Regions from separate parts of the Mus musculus genome. Here region 1 is linked to region 2. Evidence: chromatin contacts called from public Hi-C data. All regions are on one chromosome and are shown on one strand. The core of a region is the stretch at or near the end of the contact, and the rest is flanking DNA. Distances in the headings are between cores, read along the strand shown.

Region 1 (3,815 bases), core at 799-3,298, 140 kb before region 2:
AATTGAGGAAAGAGTCTTTATCCACAACAGCAAATTAGTGGTTTGTGGATCAACTATGGCCTGAAAACCTGTTTTACTAGCTGTAAACAGGTTTGTGTGTAAGTGCTTTAATACCTTTGAAACCACTGTAAACATGAGAAATTCTAGATTTTGGTTCTCAAGAGAGTTGAGGCAACTCCAGTGCCCCTTCCCACATGGCTCAACTCTGCTCAGTGCAAAGGAGAAAGCACGTCTGAAGAATACATTCCAAGATGGCCTCATTAGGTACCAATGCCTGGTGGCACAAAGGCCAAATGCCCCAAGGTAGAGAGGCATGAAATGAAGGCCAACCCATTTTCATATTTTTCTTGGGAAGGTAAATCATTAACTGCATTTCCACACCCACTTGAGTTGAGGACGTCTGAGCTCATAGGAGCTACACTGACATTTCTTCATGCCTTCTCTCGTTACTATCAAGCAGGACGCAAAGGATATACAAAGATGGGGTGAGCACATCAAGGTCTCAAGGAGCGGTGGGCACTCCACAAAGAAGGGATCTAGGTCTGGAAGTGGCCAAGTAGAGTTACACCTTCCTCTGCAGGCACCAGAATCAAGTGAGCCATGGCCTATGTTTCAACAGGCTCAGCAGCAGGCACATTTTTGTTGGCAACTCTCAATTCTAGAATTGTTGCTCTCATTCCTGATCCTCTTTACTGACAGACTACACACACACACACACACACACACACACACACACACACATGCCTGGTTCTAGAGGATACTGTAGTTGATGGCTACAAGTTTACCAGGAAACTTAGGTTTCCTGGCAAAATCCAATCATAGGTTAGATTAACACATGTCTATGACCTGTGCCAATGGCAACATCTTGAGGCTCCCTAACTGTTACCCATCATGAAGCAGCCAATGGATGGGTTGTAAGTTTCAGATGGCCTAAGTAAATGGCTTGTCATTGCTATGCAGCCTGAAATAATGCTTATTTTAAAGAGATTACTAACATTATATTTATGTGTTTGAGTCTGTATGTGATGGAGAGAGAGCTTTATACCTCTCATCTCAAACTAATGGATGCATAGGTCAAACAAAGTGTGAAGAGAAAGCACATCTCTTCCTTAATCATGAGATTTACAGTTACTAGTAACAGAAATATGCACAAATCATCTCAATTTTAAGGTAGCAGAAGGAAAATAAGAAGTTAATATACTCTCTAAATTGACCAATCTTTTTAATCCTACTTTTTTTTTTTTTAATGTATGGAGTGAGGTTGCATTGCTGAATATTTTGGCTATAGTGATGGTCACTGCAACTCACAGTCAAACTCAGAAAGTTGGGGTTGGGACCTCACCATACTGCTGCTGCCACTTAATGAACCTTTTTAAGAAAACAAAAGTTACTTATCTCAGAAAAAAAAAATCCATAGCTAATACAGGCTCCCTTCCCTTAAATTCTTTTCTGCCGCCAGTCTTTTGCTTGCCTGGCAGTTTAGTATTGCTATGAGAGTTGCTTTACAATGTTCAAGAGATTTTTTTAACAAAAAAAAAGTGTTAATGCAATTTATTTTCAAAGAAACTAGAATAATGGAAAAAAATAAATTGACTTACAGTCCCAGACATTTTGTCCAGTTCGCTCATGGCCTCGTGAATAGCAGCTTCTAAATGGTTATTTAGTTTCCCACTTCTGGAAGCAATGAAAACAACATACCAAATTAACAAATTAAAGAAACAAAAGCCTCAATTTAATTCCCTAATCAGAAGACAAAAATATCAATTCTACCAGAGAAAGTCAATCTAGATTCACATCTGGGAAGTTCAGGCGATAGAGCATCGTCCTGGGGTTCCCAGCACTGAACGCTAACCATTAAAGTAACACGGCCGCTAAGGTTAGCACAGGAAGTCCCCTCCACTGTGTGTTTCTTCTGCATTTCATGAAGAGGACTGGGTCAGGAGCTCTGTGGTCTCCAAAGCTGTGCTTCCTACCAGGAAACAGGCCGTGGCCAGGACACCGAGGCTGAACTGCAAGTTCTGGCCACTAGGGAGCTCCCTCCACCCTTTCTGGATCATCTCAGCTAAGCACAATTGAGCAAAACGAAAGCTACATTTTGGTGCGTGGCTAAGAACAGCTTATTACCTCGTTACACCTGAGGCTCGGAGGCTGGTTTCGCCACAGTTCCCTTTAAACCGAAATGACGTGATCCTTTCAACAGACACACAAGGACTGTCTCAGAAGCTTCTGACTATTGCTTTCCGATCAGCATTCCATGAGTAACATCCCATATGTGCCATTTTTAAAAAAACGATATCGATGAAGCTGTTGTGCCGGTTAGGACAGTCAGGCAGTTCTCTGTGGCTATACATTCTTTGCCTACCCTACCTTATTTCTCATGTACATATGTAAATCTTACGCCACAATCTTCTAAATATGCAGGCAATCTGCTAGCATTCATCCCATCAGGACAACTGACAGGAAAGCCCTGAAGTCAGGAAACTCCTATAGTGAGCTATCTGTTACCATGGCTTCCCAAGAGTTAAGTCCTATCTATCTATCTCGGTGTCTACATGGAGGTTGGAAATTTGCAGCCGTGGGAGAAAACGCACGTTAACTTCAGTGTAATGCCTTCAGGTGAAGTCTCTCCACTTACCACAGTGTTCCCAAGGCTTTATCCACTATAGAAAACGACCTGATAACTCCTCTATTTTGTTTTCCCTGTGCTTTACAGACACTTAGTTGTTCATCTTTGAGTATTACACTTTTAGGCACACCATGAAGGCTCCACATATTTGCTAAGTGGATTTGTCCACAGTGAACATAAATGGTCCTATATCTTATTAAAACAACTGTGCAGTTAAGTCAGTTCTATTGGAAGGATAGATCAACCTACTAACTTAAACCAGTTGTAAGGACACTACCAACAATTCCCTCCAGCATGCTCTTAATGATCTTCCCCACCCTGCAAATGCAGAGAAGTTCAGGGAACAAAGTAATCCCAACATACCCACTCTCCAGAATGGGTTGTTAATAAATGACATGTTCTTATTAAGTATTCTTTTAATCAAAAAGATAAATCTAGTATTTCTACGTGGTCACTATTCTCAGTCACACTCACTCCCCTATGTCTCCCTAGCTCATGTTTTATATGATACACCATGGACAGAATCGCTTTATGTACTTATACATATAAAAAGCTGTCATGATACACAATTCATCTGTTCCTGCTCCTGTATCATCATCACCATCACCACCACCACCACCACCATCATCACTACTACTATTTTGAGATAGGGTCTTGCCAATGTCGACCTGGAACTAACTCACAATGCTAGGATGGAAGGCATGCATCACTACATCAGTGTTCCTGTATCTTTATTTGGGACATCATGGTACTTGATATAAATCTTTCATTCCTTCTCCCCAGTGCATGGCATTTTTACATATATACCTCCTGCCATTCCAGGGTTAGGGAGCCCTGCATCTTTTAGTGTGAGTCACTGTGCTGTTTGTCCAGGGAGGAGTTTGCTAAGTGTGATCCCCGGTGGCTGAGAGGAAACTCAAGTCCAGGTCTCTGGAACCATCTACGTTTGGCTATTTGGTGAGAATCCTGATGAAGTCATCCACAGGGAAACTGCCCAACAACATCACACTTCTGCAGTGCATTCAGTAGGTTTATCTTTAATCTGTCATTTTGACTGAGACACAGGCATTTAATTTTTTCAAAATTAAAAAAATTGTACTTATGTTGTTTGAGTGTCTTGTTTACAAGTATGTTTGTACAGCATGAACATGCCTAGTGTTGGGGTGTTGGATGCCCTGGGACTGGGTTT
Region 2 (3,963 bases), core at 1,215-3,714:
AAAATTTGACAATAGTATTACCTGAGGATTCAGCTATACCACTCTTGGGCATATACCCAAAAGATTCTCCAACATTTAACAAAGACACATGCTCCAGTATGTTCATAGCAGCTTCATTTATAATAGCCAGAAGCTGGAAAGAACCCAGATGCCCATCAACAGAGGAATGGATACAGAAAATGTGGTATATTTACACAATGGAGTATTATTACTCAGCTATTAAAAACAATGAATTCATGAAATTCATAGCGTAGGGGAATTCGAGGACGGGAAGACAGGAGTGGGTGGATGGGTTGTGGAATACCCTCATAGAAGCAGGGGGAGGGGAATGGGATAGGGAGTTTCAGGGGTGGGTGAGAAAGGGGATAACATTTGAAACAAAGAAAATATACAATAAAAAAAAGAAAAATGTTCGAAGTCCTTAGTCTTTAGAGAAATGACAAAAGGCCTCTGAGATTCTGTCTTAAAACAGTCACAATGGACAAAATAAAAAACTCAAGTGATAGCACATACTGGAGAGGATGTAGAGCAAGGGCTATACTCCTCCACTGCTGTTGGGAGTATAATCTTGTACAACCACTTTGGGGGACATCAACCAATCCATAAAACCTTTAACACCAAATTTTTCCTGCCTACAAGTTTCACAGGGAGAAAGATGGAGCAGAGCTTGAGGGAATGGTCAACTAATGACGGCCCCAACTTGAGACACATCCCATGAGAGAGACAACCCCTGACACCATTAATGATACTCTGCTATGCTTGCAGACAGGAGCCTAGCATAACTGACTCCTGAGAGGGTTCATCTAACAGTGAATTGAAAGAAATTCAGAGACAATACAATGCTTACAGAGTAAACTAACCTGGGCCCATGGGAGCTCACAGAAACTGAGCCACCAACAAAAGAGCATGCTCTTAGCCTCCTGTACTGGCTAGTTGTGTGTCAACTTGACACAGCTGGAGTTATCCCAGAGAAAGGAGCTTCAGTTGAGGAAATGCCTCCTTGAGATCCAGCTGTAAGGCATTTTCTTAATTAGTGATCAAGGGGGAAAGGCCCTTTGTGGGTGGTGCCATCTCTGGGCTGGTAGTCTTGCTTCTATAAGAGAGCAGGCTGAGAAAGCCAGGGGAAGCAAGCCAGTAAGGAACATCCCTCCATGGCCTCTGCATTAGCTCCTGCTTCCTGACCTTCGTGAGTTCCAGTCCTGACTTCCTTGGTGATAAACAGCAGTATGGAATTGTAAGCTGAAAAAACCCTTTCCTCCCCAACTTGCTTCTTGGTCATGATGCTTGTGCAGGAATAGAAACCCTGACTAAGACACCCCCTACACATTTGTAACACACATGTAGCTTGGTCTTCATATGGGTGACTTAACGATTGGAGTAGGGGCTGTCTCTGACTCTGTTGCCTGCCATCAGATCCTCTTTCCCAACATGGGCCGCCTAGTTTGACCTCAGTGCGAGAGGATGTACTTATTGTGGTGGGAATGAATGACCCAGAGCAGGGTGGTACACAAGGGGAGGGAGATTCCTCTTCTCTGAGGAGAATGGGAGAGGGGAATTGGGGGGAAGGTATTTGTAAGGGTGGGATTTGGAGAGGAAGGAGGGGGCCTGTGATTGGGCTATAAAGCAAATAAATAAATTTAACAAAAAAAGGTGTAAGAGCATTTCATAGAATGGACAGTTGTAAAATACTGTAATGAATGAAGAAAAACTGCAAGGAAAACAAACCAAACAAAACAGGTAGAAATTCTAGAAAACTGGAAAATGATGTCTCAGTCAGTGTTTCTATTCCTGCACAAACCATCATGACCAAGAAAGCAAGTTGGGGAGGAAAGGGTTTATTCAGCTTACATTTCCACATTGAGGTTCATCACCAAGGAAGTCATGACTGAAACTCAAGATGGTCAGGAAGCAGGAGCTGATGCAGAGGCCATTCAGGGGTGCTGTTTACTGGATTGCTTGCTCTGGCTTGCTCAGTTTGCTTTCTTATAGAATCCAGGACCACCAGTCCAGGGATGGAACTGCATACAATAAGCTGTGCCCTCCCCACTTGATGATTGAGAAAAAGCCTTACAGCTGGATCTCATGGAGGCATTTCCTCAAGAGAGGCTCCCTTCTCTGTGATAACTCCAGCTTGTGTCAAGTTGACACACAAAACCAGTCAGTACAAATGACATGAGTAAATATATAAAAGACTACTTGGCATTACGATCATCAGCTAAAGTACAAACTGCTTAGTGGCAGCTGTGTATGTGGCATTCTTTCAGCCACTGAAACAATGGCAATGGTGGATAAGTGAGAATGAAAGAAGGGAGGGCTAAAGGACTGTATCCACCTGGGGTATGTGACCTGTAGCAAACAGCACCTGTGAGGTTTGTTTTTAAATCAAGTACATCCTAGAGGGCTTGGAGGGCGGCTCAGGGGAAAAGAGCATCTAGTACTTCTGAAGAGCACCTAGGTTCACTTCTCAGAATCTACATGATGGCTCCTATCCAACCCCACAGTTCCAGGAAATCTGATAAGCTCTTCTGACCTTGCAAAGCACCCGATACACATGCTTTGTTTAAGCTCACTGATGCAGGTAAAACACTCAAACACAGAACAAATACAAATAATCACATAAAATAAAAGTGAAAGAATTATGTACATACGTAATTATGGTTTTATGAGACATAAATATAATTGCTTATAGAAATACCAAAATAAGATAAGCAAGGGCAGAACTGTAGAAAGTGAAGAGATGAAGGATAAGTAGGGTATACTTAGAACCTAGTCATAAAACATTGTGCATAGTTAATGGGACAAAACCTGTTGATGCCTGGAGGCAAGGGGCTACATATGCAGAGATTAAGGAAAACTGCAGCTGTGTTATTGTATCTGTGTTTCCAGCTGGGTCAGAATGCTCTTTTGTGGGTAAACATTTTTGAAGGTGCAGCTAGGTTGCTCAGAAACTAAGGTATCAGGACACGTTCCAGTCACAAATATTCAATAATAAAGGGTATATAACCTCAAAAGATGCTGCTGGAACTGTAGTAACATTTGTGTTGTGGTTTAAATCAATCCTTCACTTTGTAGAGGATCAAGGAGGAAATTATTCAAAAAGAGAGATCTAGTCCTCCATGATCTAAGAGGAGAAAAGACTCAATGTGTTGGTTTGAATAGGTATGGCCCCTAGACTCGTGTGTGAATGCTTGGCTCACTGGAAGTGGCACTATGAGGAAGCATGGCCTTATTAGAGTAGGTGTGGCTATTTTGTAGGAAGTGTGTCACTGTGGAGGCAGGCTGGAGGTCTTATATATGCTCAAGCTACATTCAGTGTCACACAGTTTTACTCTTCTGCTTATGGATCAAGATGCAGATCTTTTGACTACTCGACCACAATATCTGCTTGCCCATTGTCATGTTCTCTGCCATGATGATAATGGACTAAACCTCCGAACCTGTAAGCCAGCCCCAATTAAGTGCTTTCCTTAAGAGTTGCCGTGGTCCTGGTTTCTCTTCACAGCAATGGAACCCTAACTAAGGTACTTCGTATATATTCATAAAATTCTTTCCACCCACAGTACAGAGCACAATGGTCTGCTACACCTTGTGATACCATGCTTTAAAGTATATACTTTGTGCTGTTTCCTTCTCCTATATAAACTTGTTTTAACTGTTTATGTCCTTTCACCGAATCCTTCTTTCATTTCAGAAGACAAGAACTTGATGGACTGAAGTATCTGAGGCCATTAGCCAAAATAAATCTAGGTTCACTCACATACTTGCACAGTGATAGAAAAGCTGGCAATATGCTCCATAACCCCTTCTTGAGTGTTATTTCAACATCTATGGGTTCTTTTTATCTTGAAAAAAAAATCCATATTGCTCCCAGGGTGGTTTTAAATGTGTAGAGCCTTTCTGAAGAGCCAGCCATGATCAATCTGTTGGACCCTCTCTAGTAAAGCCTCTTGGATGCTAGTCTCC

The links. Hi-C and Micro-C count contacts between places; a contact is called where the count stands out from the background.
Region 1: a Hi-C map of uterus shows a contact between it and region 2, with 2.9 times the contacts expected there. The contact joins two enhancer-like sites. A contact is called at or near these places in 2 of 484 Hi-C or Micro-C datasets (liver and uterus).

The regions. Positions count from the first base shown.
Region 1 is chr2:49,311,509-49,315,323 of GRCm38.p6, reverse strand. It overlaps Mbd5 (methyl-CpG binding domain protein 5), which reads right to left. Exons shown (of 17, transcript NM_029924.2): 16 at 1,599-1,674. Among named protein-coding and RNA genes, the nearest start is that of Gm25215, 85 kb to the left of the region's middle. Within about 2 kb of position 2,048, at least 94 of the 459 cell types and tissues checked have an H3K27ac peak or open chromatin away from gene starts, as enhancers often do. A contact at or near this core is called in uterus, where this site is marked.
Region 2 is chr2:49,175,747-49,179,709 of GRCm38.p6, reverse strand. The region is part of intron 6 of Mbd5 (methyl-CpG binding domain protein 5); the gene reads right to left. Among named protein-coding and RNA genes, the nearest start is that of Gm25215, 220 kb to the left of the region's middle. Within about 2 kb of position 2,464, at least 10 of the 459 cell types and tissues checked have an H3K27ac peak or open chromatin away from gene starts, as enhancers often do. A contact at or near this core is called in uterus, where this site is marked.